Regions from separate parts of the Urocitellus parryii genome. Here region 1 is linked to region 2. Evidence: chromatin contacts called from public Hi-C data. All regions are on one chromosome and are shown on one strand. The core of a region is the stretch at or near the end of the contact, and the rest is flanking DNA. Distances in the headings are between cores, read along the strand shown.

Evidence for each region. A called contact is a pair of places that touch in the nucleus more often than the background predicts.
Region 1: a contact with region 2 is called in a Hi-C map of liver, with 6 times the contacts expected there. The contact joins the promoter of C6H15orf39 here to the promoter of Ppcdc in region 2. A contact is called at or near these places in 2 of 2 Hi-C or Micro-C datasets (liver and muscle).

What each region holds. Positions count from the first base shown.
Region 1 is chr6:118,237,699-118,244,766 of mUroPar1.hap1, reverse strand. C6H15orf39 (chromosome 6 C15orf39 homolog) reads right to left here and starts at 4,583. Exons shown (of 3, transcript XM_026387842.2): 1 at 4,431-4,583; 2 at 1-1,202. The coding sequence starts at 1,152.
Region 2 is chr6:118,074,998-118,081,171 of mUroPar1.hap1, reverse strand. Ppcdc (phosphopantothenoylcysteine decarboxylase) reads right to left here and starts at 3,731. Exons shown (of 5, transcript XM_026387841.2): 1 at 3,660-3,731.

The sequences.
Region 1 (7,068 bases), core at 3,334-5,833, 160 kb before region 2:
CCCATAGAGAGACAGGTCATCCCGGACATAAGGAAACCCCAGAGTCTGCGGGGCAAAGTCCAGTGGGCACCGTGGAGCAAGAGGAGGCTCCAGCTTGAGGCCTGGTGAGGGTGCTGGGAGTGGGGCAGAGGGGTAGGAATAAGTGTCCAGTCCCACTGGCGGTATGTACGGAGTCTGGGCTGCCTGCTGCCTCAGGTAGGGGCTGCCCAGCCCACCAACCTGGTATCCAGTCCCCTTATGGACTCCCAGAGGCTGCAGTGGGATCACAGAGCTGTAGCTGCCCTGCTTCTCCGGGTGACGACAAGGTGGGGGGCAAGGCAGGGCCTGTGGAGGGGGAGGGAGTGGGTAGTGGGTAGGCAATGCCTCCTGGCACGGTGGCCCCAGGGGCTGAGCCAGCTGTGTCCAAGGACTCGAAGGCCCCTCTACTATTGCTTGTTTGGAGTCCCCAGAGTAAGGACCTGTGTACTTAGAGGCCAGAAAGCCTGTGCTGTGGATGGTCCGATACTTTTCCAGGAATGCCTGGCATGAGGAGAAACTCACTGAGGGGTCTTTGCCAGATCCCCCAGCTGGCACTCCATGTAAAAAGGTGCTGTCCAGGGCCTGGCCCTTCCCAGGAGCTGGGCCCAGAGAACAGGGTGGGTCAGCAGAGGACAACAGGGGCCCAGTCACCAGGGTCCAGTCAACATCCAGTGGCCTCTTAGCTGGCCCCTCCCCCAGGCAAGTCGAGAGCCCATAACACAGGGGGCTGCGGTAGACGGGTTTGGGTGCTGCCAGTGGTGGGCCCGGGTATGTGTGAGACTGGGGGTTGAACGGCAGGAGCTCAACAGGGCTGGAGTCCTGCATCTTCTCAGAACCTTCCGCTGGTGGGCGGTACAGCAGGCAGTTGGTAAACAGGCTGTCTGGCCGAAGTGGCGGTCCTGCTACGCTTGTGGAGTACAAGGGTGAGTATGGGGTCCAGGATGCCAACCGTTCAGATCCTGCCTTGGAAGTACCCCCCATGGGACAGGAGAAGTAAGCGCCCTTGTAGTTGCAGGGGTCCTGGTTACCAGCAGAGGGGGGCAGGCTATGTCCAGGCCCTGAGTCTGCTTCCAGGCGGGGCAGTTTGCCATATATCACAGGCCCCAGAGTCCCCAGTGGGCGCTTCTCCGCCATCACTGTGAAGGCGTCAAGCCCTCCAGGGCCGCTGCTACTGAACAGCTGACCTGGGAGAAAGAGGGAAGGAAGCAAGGCAGTTAGAAGTGCAGGTTGCCAGTCAGCAGTATAGAGGCCATGCTCCCTGGCTCACTGCCACCCAAGAGCCTGACACTCAACAGACACTCAGTTAAGACTGAATGCATGAATCATAAATGCAGACGTCTCTATTTTTTTTTTTAAGCTACAAAATCCTTTGTTGAACAAATTCTTGTCCAATCTCCCTGCACATAACCCTCGCCCCAATCCAGGAGTCCTTTCTGTTCAGATTTCTTCCAAGTGACTCCCAAGACCCCTTCCTTGGGGTTCCAGATTTTAGGGCAGTTTTGAGGATCACTTGCCTTGGCTTATACCCACCAAAATAGATGGAGACCCATCCATCCCAAAGTCACTGATGAAGGAGATGGAACAAGTAGCAAAGCTCCTGCCTGTCATTCCCACTATTCCAAGATACCACAGTGATCTCAAAAGACACCCCTGTATGGAAGACATGGGATCTGGGCATTGTTTTCAAATTTTGTTTCTTGTGACACTCCATTGATCTTCTAGCCTTACCCAAAACAGCAGATCCAGGTCTCAAACCCAAGTCCCTAGGGCCACAGCCAATGCTGTTACTAGGCTTGGGGTCTGGAAGGCAGTCCCCCAGAAGAGGTGGCTGGGGTGCCTACATCTATACAAGCCACTCCCCCTCAGTGAAAGTCAAGGCTGTCCACCAGATGGTGCTGTGGTGCCAGCGGGAAGATCCCAGCAGAGGGGAAAAGGCCCGTGTCCACGCCCAGCCCTCAGGCTGTGGGTTGCTACTCCAAGGCATATGGGGTCATGTGGGGTGTGTGGGTGTGAGTATGTGTGTGTCTCTCTCTCTCTCTTTCATCCCCTCTCCAGGAAGAGAGGTCCCAAGGGCCTAGAGTGGTAGCTGGCAACTACTTCCACTGTACTTTACTGATAGAAAAAATAAGTGCTAGAGAAAGACCGAGGCCCTGAAGCAAGGCCAAGCAAGGATGGGAACCCAGACCCTGAGAGGTCAAGGGTAGAGAATCCTCAGCGCAGCAGGCATTTAATGACTCATGAAGGTCTCCATCTGAGACCTGTCTGCTGCACACTGACCAGCCTCTATCTCCCGCAGTAAGCACCCCATTCCCTGAAACCCTCAATAGGTTAGAAAGGATGAATCAGGTCTATCTTGCTATGATTAGACCACCAGCTAAGTGTCCCAGGTTTCTGTCACCAGCAAGCAAAGACCAGTCCTCTCTTCTCTTATGGCAGGGGTCCAATGTCAGCCAGCCAGAAGCTCAGTGTTAGACTAGGAAGGGGTCAAGAAAAGACAAGGCAATGCCCACTCCACTCCTAGCTTCCTACAACAAAGAAGCCAGGCGGGCCTCTCAGAAAGAGTTGATTCATTGGGCCAGAATCCAACCCCCCAGGGAGTTTAGAGAAGCTGGAAGAGGATATCAGAACTCAGGCCACAGAACCACTAATGGTATCCTATGTCAAGGACCTGTATCCTAGGGGAAAAGTCCCCATCAACTCCACAGAAATGATGCAAGAAGAGGTTGTACGTTTGGGGGGTGCTGAGCTCCCCCTCTGCCCTTGGGGAACTCTGATTAATTAGATGCTGGCTCTGGTCTCACCTCCCCCACATACTCCTTGGAGCCTGCTCTATATCCACCCTCAGCCACTGGGGTCTTTTTCTCCTGGGCTCAGTCCAACCCATGCCCTTTGCCCTGGAGACTTTCTGAGACCCCTCTGGACCCAGTCAATAGACACAAGGCCATCTGGGACCTTCAGAGTCTTGTGGGAGGAGAGGAGGCTCCAAGGAGCCAGCAGAGAACTCTAATAAGAGGCATAGAGGTGGCCTTATCTCCTGCCAGCAGATGGAGGACCCAATGTACACTCCCTCTAAGAAAGGGCCTTCCCTTTCAGACAAAATGTATGTCTCCTTCCTTGACATACAAAATGAGGTCACAAGCAGACATTTAGAGAGGGCTGGCCCCCAGGGAACAGGGTCCCATTACTCTTGGTGGGGGAGGGAAGTTCTATTGGTCCTTCGAGCTGAGCTTCAACCTCAGCCAGGACCCCAAGCAGGATCCTGAAGAGTCTGCCACCCCTGTACTCCCAGTCCTCTAAAGTTCTGTGACCCCATTCCCACTTCCACCTCCTAAGGGCCTCAAGATGAAATAGGTGATTCCAGCCCAGTTGAAGGCAGCATCTGGACTCTTGGGAGGGCTGAACCACCCCACATGTATTCTCACACCTCCCACCTACCTCAGCTGAGGCTCTGGGCTCTCCAGACACTACAACCCAACCTGGGGCAGCCCACAGTATCCAGCATGGGTGGAAGGGAAGCAAAATCGGATCTATTCTCCTTCCCCACTACGGGTCCCGCCCATAATCTTGGTGCCTGGGGCCCACAGTCGACTTCGCTTTGGGGCTCTGCTGCCCCAACCGACCCCACGGCCTTCCGGGTCTTCAAAAGCCCCTCCCGGCTGCGCTGGGGCACACGTGCACCCCAGCAGGCTGACACACTGGCCGCCGCCACGCATGCAAAGCCGTGCCTGCACGTACGTGCATGGCCCACATCTGCACACATGCCCCTCTATAACTAAGCTCTCCCCTCGTTCGGGCACCGGACACACGTGAGCACGCCGGCAGGCTGGCGCACAGAGCCCCAAGGACCGACGGCCACAGACTGGCGGGAGGTCCCAGGGTAAGGGGCTGTCGGGACGCACAGTCCGGGCAGTCACCGCCTCGGGGCCATCCTGCCAGCCTGGGCTGCGGCCAGATGGTGAGTCAAGCGGTGGCGAGGAAACCGCAGGGCCGCCCCATCCCAGCAGGGCGCGTCCAGGGCCCCGCGGCGTCTCGGCGTCCTCCGCCCCCTGGCCCTAGCCGCCCCCACCGCCCCCTCAAACTCGCCCGGGCAATCCACGTGAGCCGGGCCCCGCGGGAGGCCCGAGCGCTGGCCTGAGCTCTCTCTCGCCAGCCCGGTGCCGGGGTCCCGCCGGAGCCCCAGAGCGCTACCAGGCCTCGGGAGCCTCGAAGTCCGAGGAAAGTGGGGGCAGTGGCACAAGCCTAGCCCGAGAGCCCTCCCGCCGGAAGCCGCAGCACCTTGGCCCCGGCCACGCGCGCACCATCCCCGGGCCGACCGGTAGGGGCGCCCTGGGGCAAGGCCACCCACCCCCTCTCCACGCGCCGCCCGCAAACTCGGCCCAAGTTTCGGCGCCCGCCGAGCGGGCGAGCTCTACCTGCAGGACGCCGGGCTTCCCGCTGCCGCTGCCTGAGGTTGCAGCCGCATCCTCCAGGACCGCCTACGCAGCAGGTCCTTGTCCCGCCCGGCCCTGCGCGGGAAGTCACTGAGCCAAGCCCAGAGCCACCCTCCGCGCTGCCGTTCGCGCCGCCGCCGGGCGCCGTCTGCGGTCCCGGGCGGGGCGGACTGGGGGCGGAGCGGGGGCGGGGCGGCCCGCGGGGTGGGGGCAGAGCCCGGCCGCGCCTCTGGGAGCTCGAGCTCCCTAGGGCCCACGAGAGGGCTTGCGGGGGGCCAACTCTCTGGCGACTCGCCGCGGGCGCTATGCACAGTCTGTACCTGCAGCGCTCCGCGAACCACATTGCCTGGCGGGCCGGTCACCTGCGCTGGTTTAGTCATTCCGTTGGATCATTCATTCGTTGGCCCTTCTTTCCTTCCGCTCTTCCTTCGCACTGGGGATTGAATCCGGGGAGCTCTACATCCCCAACCTTTTTATTTTTAATTTTGAGATAGAGTCTCGAAAAGTTGTCAAGACTGACTCAGTCTCCTACAGACAGGCATCACCGCGCCTGGCCATTCATTGCCACTTTCTAGCTATGTGACCTTGCGCCTGCCAGTTGACCTCATTGAGCTTCAGTTTCCTCATGTGTAAATCTGGAATTCTGTCTGCCTCTTAGTGGTCTCGTAGTGGTTGTGTTGTCAAGCTTGGAAGAGACTGTCTTAAACTATCTGGCACACAGTAGGCGCCTTGACTCCCTTGACGTACTAGTTATATTAAAGTCGGGAGGAGAAGGCCTCAACAGAGCAAATTCCAGACATGTATTTTGACCCTGTTATGGTACCGGAGCTGTCTGAGGAAAGCGTCCCACTTCTGGGGTGGGCCAGGAAGGAGGGTGCTGTAGGTTGAGGGATTGCTAAGAGGCCTGGTAGATATCTCTGAATCTTTCTGGCAAGTGTCCCTCAGAACTGGCCTGAACATGTGTAACCTGGGGGGCCTGATGGAGGTGGAGCATCTTGGGCTGGGAATGGTGCATTGGAAAGAGGGGCTGGAGAGGTGAAAGGGCTGCCGCTGCCCTGGCTCTGGGCCATCTGATTGTTAGCTGAGGCTCCTTCTGTACTGCTCCTTTCTTGAAAGAATCTGGTCCTTGTAGTTCCTTAGCTGCCCAAGGACTGGAGACAGATGTGTGCAGTGAGAGAAGAGGATAGGTGGACATGCCAAAGGGCAGAACAAGTTCAGGGGCAAAACCACCTAGGCTTCTTCCTCCAAATCAAAAGTCAGGGCGGCTTGAGTCACAGAAGAGGCAGGCCTGAGGCCACAGGTGCCAAGAATCAGGAAGCTGCTGGAGGGACTGGGCTCCAGGTAGGATTAGGAAGAGGATGTGAGGTCATCTGGGGAAAGGGGAAAGGTGTCATTTAGTTTAGAGCTTGAAGGACCTTAGAAATAGAGTCTGGAAAGATCTGGGGAGGAGAGACCCAGAGAGGGTTGGGACTTTCCCAAAATCACACCGCAGGCTAGGACAAAAACCCAGATCATCTGGCTCCCAGCCTGGGGATCTTGTTGCAGCCACACCTTAGCATCAGGAAAGTGCCTTTTTTTTTTTTTTTTTTTTTTTTTTGCAATGGGGCGCTTAACCACTGAGCCACATCCCCAGCCCTTTTTATATTTTATTTTGAGACAGGGTTTCACTAAATTGTTTAGAGCCTTGCTAAATTGCTGAGGCTGACTTTGAACTCACAATCCTCCTACCTCAGCCTCCTAAGTGGCTGGGATTACAGGTGTGGATCAGGAAAGTGCTTCTTTCCTGCAGATCAGAGTCAAGCCTGACAGCCCCTTTCACACAAGCTGTTCTTCCCTGTTCTTGCTCCTGACCAGCTCTGCCCTCTCCTCACCCTCCTCCAGCTCAGCCCCTACTCCCCATCCTGCTCTGCAGGGGCAGGAAGGAAGACAGTGTCCTTGGCTTTGGGGTCTAGGAGATTCAAGTTGTGTACTCAGGAGTGCCTGGTGGTCTCTCCAATCTCCCTGAGCCTGAGTAAGACCCCACCAGGTCAGGATGAACAGAGACCCCAAGAGCCAGCTAAGGTTCTGCAGCCCAACTGAGTCACTGAGTCATTTATCCGAATTCAGGAACACCTCCCAAAGACAGCAGTCCCATTGTCCCTTCCTTTGTAGCCTCAGATAAACACCCTGGACTACCAAAGAAAGGACACAGAATGGGGGACTTGAGAGCTACTTTGTAATATTCTGAGCCTTGATTTCCTTATCACAAAATGGGAACAGTGAAAACCTACCTTATAGATCATGGTGTCAAATAGCATCACTGTGGGAAGCTCTTGGGGGTGTCTGGAGATTGTAAGCCCTAAGATTCTGACCTTTTCCTCTCTAACCTGAAGGTCATGTGCCATGTGCGGAGTCTCTAGTAAATGAAGGCAGTCCTCACAAGATGAAGGCCTTGGGAGGCCCCTCGTGTTTTCATTAGCACCACAGTCTTGGAGAGAAGTGGTGTTTTGACTGCAAGGCGCAGCGAATCAAGCAGAGAACAGAAGAGTCTGTCCTTCTGTGGGTTTCCTGGGTGGAGTTAACAAAGACAAGTAGTATAGAAAAGCCCAAAGCTGATTATACCCTCCCCCACCCTAGCTAT
Region 2 (6,174 bases), core at 2,482-4,981:
ATCAGGGAATCTATAAGTAAGGTTAAGACAGGGACCACACCCAGAATTACTTGAAACAGGTCCTTCTCTACCATGTACCTTTTTGGTCATCACTGACTCAATATGTATAAGTTTTTTGCCTCTACCTCCAACAGCAAGTTCCCTGCAGTGTGATCATGTTTAACCATCCAGTGTTTTAGTCAGCTTTTTTCATTGCTGTGACCAAAAGACTTGACAAGAACAACTTTAGAGGAGGAAAAGTTTATTTGGGGCTCATGGTTTCAGAGATCTCAGTTCACAGATGGACAAATCCAATCCTCAGGGCCTGAGGGGAGACAGAATATCATGGTGCAAATGTGTGGTGGAGGAAAGCAGCTTGGAACAGGGCACCAGGAAGCATGAAGAGCTCCCCTCACCACAGACAAGGGCACGCCCCCATAGACCTAGTTTCTCCAGCCATGCCCTACCTGCCTACAGTTACCACCCAGTTAATCCCTATCAGAGGATTAATGAACTTATTAGGTCAAGGCTCCCATAACCTGATTTCACCTCTAAGCTTTCTCACATTGTCTCACACATGAATTTTGGGGGGATACTTCATATCTAAACCATAACACCCAGTCACTAGCCTACTACCAGGCAGTCCTGAATGTCTGCTGAATGATTGATAAATTGCATGCTGGGGCTGGAGAAGTAGCACACTGGCAGATCACTTGCCTAGCATGCTGGGAATGCTGGGTTCAATTCCCAGTATAATGGGGAGGAGCCTGTACCCTCTAGACACTGTGGCCTGTGAATCAGAAGCCCTGGATCCTGCTCATAGTTATACTTCTGACTTGATATGCAACCTAAGTCTCCTTCATGTGCCAAATGCAGTTAGGATGGGTTTCTCTCTCAAGTTTCCTCCAGTAGAAGCTGAGTCAATACATAAAAGACAGTGGTAAGGGCTCTTTGTACAAGGGAGGTCTTAAGAAGATGCTCAAAAAGGGCAGAATCAGCAGCATGAGGGAAACCCAACTGACCCAGAGGAAGAACTGGTGAACAGCTGTGTTTCTACTGGCTACCTTCATGGCTCCATGGGGTCCTCTCTGCCCAATATTTGCCTTTAACTCTTAGTATATATCCATGTGAGCAGATGATTTTTGGCTCCAGTATCCCACTTCTACATGGAAGGGTCTCCAAGGATTCAGACCCTTCTCAGTAGGGGTTAAGCATAGGCTGGTTTCCTAGAGCAAGACCCCCCAGGGTTCCATTTGCCAGCAATTTCAATTTCTGTTTCAGGCCTAGCCAGGGTCATGCTGGCTCAGAGTTGAAGAATTGAGTTCATCTGGGAACTAAAAAGCCCTATTAGCAACTAGCAAGGTCCACAGGGTCTCTAAGCCAGTTTCTTGTCAGAGTACATTGGTGGGTAACAGAAGCACATTCTTGGTTCTTTGGGGAAACCTACCTGCCAGATCTCAAACCCCCACCCTGTTCCACCCTAGCCTATCCTATTAGGACAGGGAGATTCCTGCAAAACCAGAAGTTCAATTACATCTCTGCAGCCCCTGAACCTCCTCTATAAACAAACTGAAAAATTCCTACGAAACAGGCTACAGTAAGCAATCAATTGAAGATGGGCACAGTGGCACATATCTATAAACCCAGTAACTCAGGAGGCTGAGACAGAAGGATCACAGTTTCAGACCAGCTTCAGCAACTTAGTGAGGCCCTGTCTCAAAATAAAAAATATATATATATAAAATAAAAAAAGGGGCTGGGGATATAGCTCAATGGTAAAGTGCCCCTGGGTAACAATCCTCAGTATGGGGCAGGGGCCAGTTGGCAAACAGGTGGGTTATAGTGCTAAAGGCCATGATTACTGGGCCTCAAGGTCCCAGGGCACCAGCCATAGAGGTAACCCACATCCAGAAAAATGGGAGCTTCTATTCCTCCTATCCCCCACCTGCCCCACTTTCTTTTTTTGGCTCTGGGGATTAAAGCTAGGGATGTTTTTACTGCTGAGCTACATCCCTAGCCCTTTTAAAAAATCTGAGACAGGGTCTTGCTAATTGCTAAATTGAGGCTGGTCTCAAACCTGCAATCCTCCAGCCACAGCCTCCTGAGTTGTTGGGATTACAGGTATGCACCACTGTACCTGGCTTTTCTCTTTTAGATAGATTATCAGAAAGAGCAAGGAGCCTCAGCATGCAATGGCTAAGTCTTCCTCTCTGAGCAGTTTAAATAAAGGGCAAAATGGAAAGATTTCAGGGATATTTGCCAGTAACAACATGGTCAAGAGTAGAACCAGAATAGAACTAGGGCTAAAAAAGGAAGCAAGGTAAGCAAGACCAGACAGGGTATAAGCTGAGCCCAATTCAGGAAAGATGAGGGACTGGAACCTAAGACAAAACAGGCCCAAAGGAAGATGGATAAGCAGGGCTCCTGAAAGGGCTGGGGATGCAGCTCAGTATAAAGACATGTGTAAAGCCCTAAGTTCTTTCTTGGCATATTAAAAACAAAAACCCGAATCCTTTAGCCTGCCATCAAAGCCCCTCACTATTGACCTAGGCTGACCTTCTACCAATCAATACACTCTATCATCTACCCCAGCAACAACAAATAACTTGTAGCTTCTCAAAGTGTCACTCTGCACCAAAACCCAAAGAAAAATTAAAACTCTTCTCTAAGCCTAGGTAAGACAAGGAACTCTGCTGGAAACACTCAAAGCCTTGGTATTTCTAATAGAGTACTTTTCTCTCAAAAGAGAGATAGGCATGCTTGACTCTGCTGATCCTGAAATTTCCTGTGGGCACCTGTCCAGGAAGCCACATGTTGTAGAGAGAGATCCCACACACACTCCAGCTATTAGATTGTAGTGACTGACTATTGCTACCTCCAAGCCGCCAAGGCAGATGTAGAAAAGCCCTGCTCCAGGACACCCACCATTGGCCTAACTTGGGAAGCTCTCCTCTTATTGTCTAACAGTTTCCAAATATTTCAAAGGACAGCAGGCAGTTCTCTTCTGACAAAATTCGCCCTCGCTCAATTTTACATGCTATTCAGCATTTTCAGGAGGTTCCTACAGATAAATCCAACACTCTAGAGCTTTCATTTTTCAATTTCACTACCTTTTAAAATACTGTCCGACTGGGCGCGGTGGTGCCTGTAATCCCAGTGATGCTCCTAACAGAAGCTCGAAAGTTCGAGGCCCCTCTCAGCAATTTAGTTCTGTCAAAGCGCTTCTAGATTCAATCCCAAATACCAATTTTTTTTTTTTTTTTTTTTTTTAGTTAATTAAAATACGGTTTGCCCTTTGGAAAGCCCTTGCTCCTTTCTTAAAGCAGACTCATACGGCTTTTGTTTTTTTAAAGGTGAGAGTTAAATGTGAGAAATTATAAAGCCTCCTTCTACTGAATTAAACAGCGCAGAACAAAAAAATCTCAAGAGTAACGCAAGTCAAAATGAGCGGACACACATGTGGATATATATCCCCCACTCTAGGTTCAGGGGTCCCTATTGCTTCTGCGGGCCCCCAAGAGTACCGGTAGGTGAGGTCTCACAGGCTGTACGGGCTGTCTATACGTCCACACGCGGAAATATCCCCCCACCGCTCCACCCCGACGTACACACAGCGGCAAGCAGTTTCTCCCGCCTCCCCATGAAGCACGCCAAGACCCAGCTTCCCAGCCCCTGCTCACCCGCGCCAGACACCGGGCGCATCTCGTAGGCAGTCACCAAATACCGCGATATCTTGGCTGCCCTTCCCACAGATCCTGAACGGTACGCAGCCTCACGAGCGCACAGAGATTGCGCAACCTTCTGGGAGTTGTAGTCTACGCTAAAAATTGTAGTCCACTCCTCTGCCTTCTGGGAGTTGTAGTCCACTGAGGGAATAGGACACTCACAGACTCCAAGCTCTTCACTTCTGGAGCTGAGGACTTGCCTAATTGTAGGACTTCCTCACCTTTATCCTACACTCACACACACAATTCAGAACTTAGGCACTTAATATTGAATAGTACCATACCCCTACTGTTTAAGGTGCACAGAATACAGAGATGAATAAGATGTGGCTCTGCTCTTGAGACAAACAGGAACACAATTACAGGATAAGTTTCTCCATGAGGAAACTGAGGGACCTAAGCAACATTCCAGGTAGGAAAGCCCTCTCTACCAAGGAGTCAGTCACTTGAGATGAATCTGGAAGGATGACCAGGATAGATGACCAGAAAGGCATTCCAAGAGGAGGGCAAAGGGAAAACAGCAGGAGAAAGCATGTTGGATGCATTTCCCTACCTTATTCATTTTCCTGCATTCAGGACCTTTGTGTTTATTGAGGCTGCTCAACCAGATACAGGTATCCCAAGGTGACAGCTGAGGGACCACCATGCTCTACTCTTTCCCTTGTCCACAGTGAACCATGTGGACCAAACCACCCCTCACCCACTGATCCATCCTATTTCTACTTCCTTCTCAGGAATTCACAGCTTTCTCCTCCTAACAAGCAGAAGGCCTATGTGGCAACTTCAAGACCTACTCAAAGCTGCCTCAGAGGAAGAACCACACGAAAGTGCATGGCTTGGGCTGGGAATATAGCTCATTTGGTAGAGTGCTTGCCTCACATGTACAAAACCCTGGGTTCAATCTCCAGCACAAAAAAAAAAAAAAAAAAAAAACATGCTCCGCTTTTGGTGCTAAGGAATAACTCCACAGATCACCCAACTCACCCATCTCACCTTCACACCTCTGCCCTATGGCCCAAGGTAAGGCTCCATGTAGGCCAACATGAAGACACATGACACAATAGACAGGGTCAAATGTTCCCCTTTATTTTTATTCACTCAGTTACCACAGATAGACACATTGGCTCAGGCAGATCAACTGCCAGCTAGGGAATGGTTTATGCCTCCCAGAAACAAGGAGGGGCAGTGGGCACCAGGAAAATGCAAAAACAGATCACTGGCTGGCCACAGACCTGAGGATCCCCATAACTGGGCCCTCCTTGACCCACCTCCAAGCCAGACCATCCAGCAGAGAGGGTTCTGTGTCCAACCCCCACTTCTCATCCTGGTTCCCTCCACAGGAAAGTGCATAGTTGCCTAGAAATACAGCCTCCCAGAGACTGAATAAGCTGGGCCAGACGTAGGTAATAGGGTTTCCAAGGACAATGCCAGGCACAGCCATACAGGTCTGAGCCAGTTCAGAGGAAAGGCAGGTAGGACAGGAAATTGATTGAAGGTGGCATCCAACAGGCCATGGATGCCAGGCTAGCAACTGGACCACAGTCTTCCTGGAACTACCAGAGGGTTAAGGGAAAGGGAATCAGAGGACTGGGATCAAGGGGAAGGAAGGGTCTCTTCAGATACCAGGGGCTGTGACAACTGCTCTCCGGAAGGAAAATGATAAGAGAACCAATTATATTTTGTGATCCAAGCCTAAGGGACCATTAGAAAAGAACTTTATGAAGTAGTGGTAGGTCAATGCTCAGAGTGGCCTGCAAAGTGAGGTGTTGAGTTTCAAGGAGGAGCCAGCCTAGAGTGGTCAAGTGGGGTCTGGTTTTCCAATTCATCTAGCCCAGGTGGGCTTCCACTGGAAGAAGAGAGGGTAGGAAATAGGGAGCTGCTCCTTGGGTGAGAACCCAATTCCATCCAGGTCTCATACAGAGTTGAGGCCTCTGCCAGCAATGTTCATCACTGCTTCAAACAAAACAGCCCCTGTTTGGGCCTCTTAGAAGGGGAAAGGTGTTAACAGGGTGAAGAATTGCCAAGAACCAAGTCCTTTAGACAGAAGGAAGGAAGTTATCTTGATTTGGATGTGGGGTGGGGGATACCTAAACCAAAAACTAAAGCCAAAGCATCTCTTCTTCCCTCCCTGACTAACCAGAAATACCATTTAGGTTCATTGTGCTTACAACAAGGATTGGACCTGTGCACTTTTCCCTGGGCCCCAAGTTCAAGTGCCCAGCACTTTTCTGTGGCCAAGAGCAAGTGAGACTACGAGTGGCATGCTCTTCTCTCATTGGATACTGTCTGCCTTCTTCTGATCTCTCTTACAGTTCTGGCCCTCCGAGCCCTGTACTTCCTGCCAGACCCAAACAGAACAGCTATTGCTCCAAGGAATCCAGTGGAATCCTATGGTTACTCAGAGATACCTAGAAGCTCTAGTGGAATGAGAATAGCCAGACCTCCTCAGGGACCAATAATTATTTACATG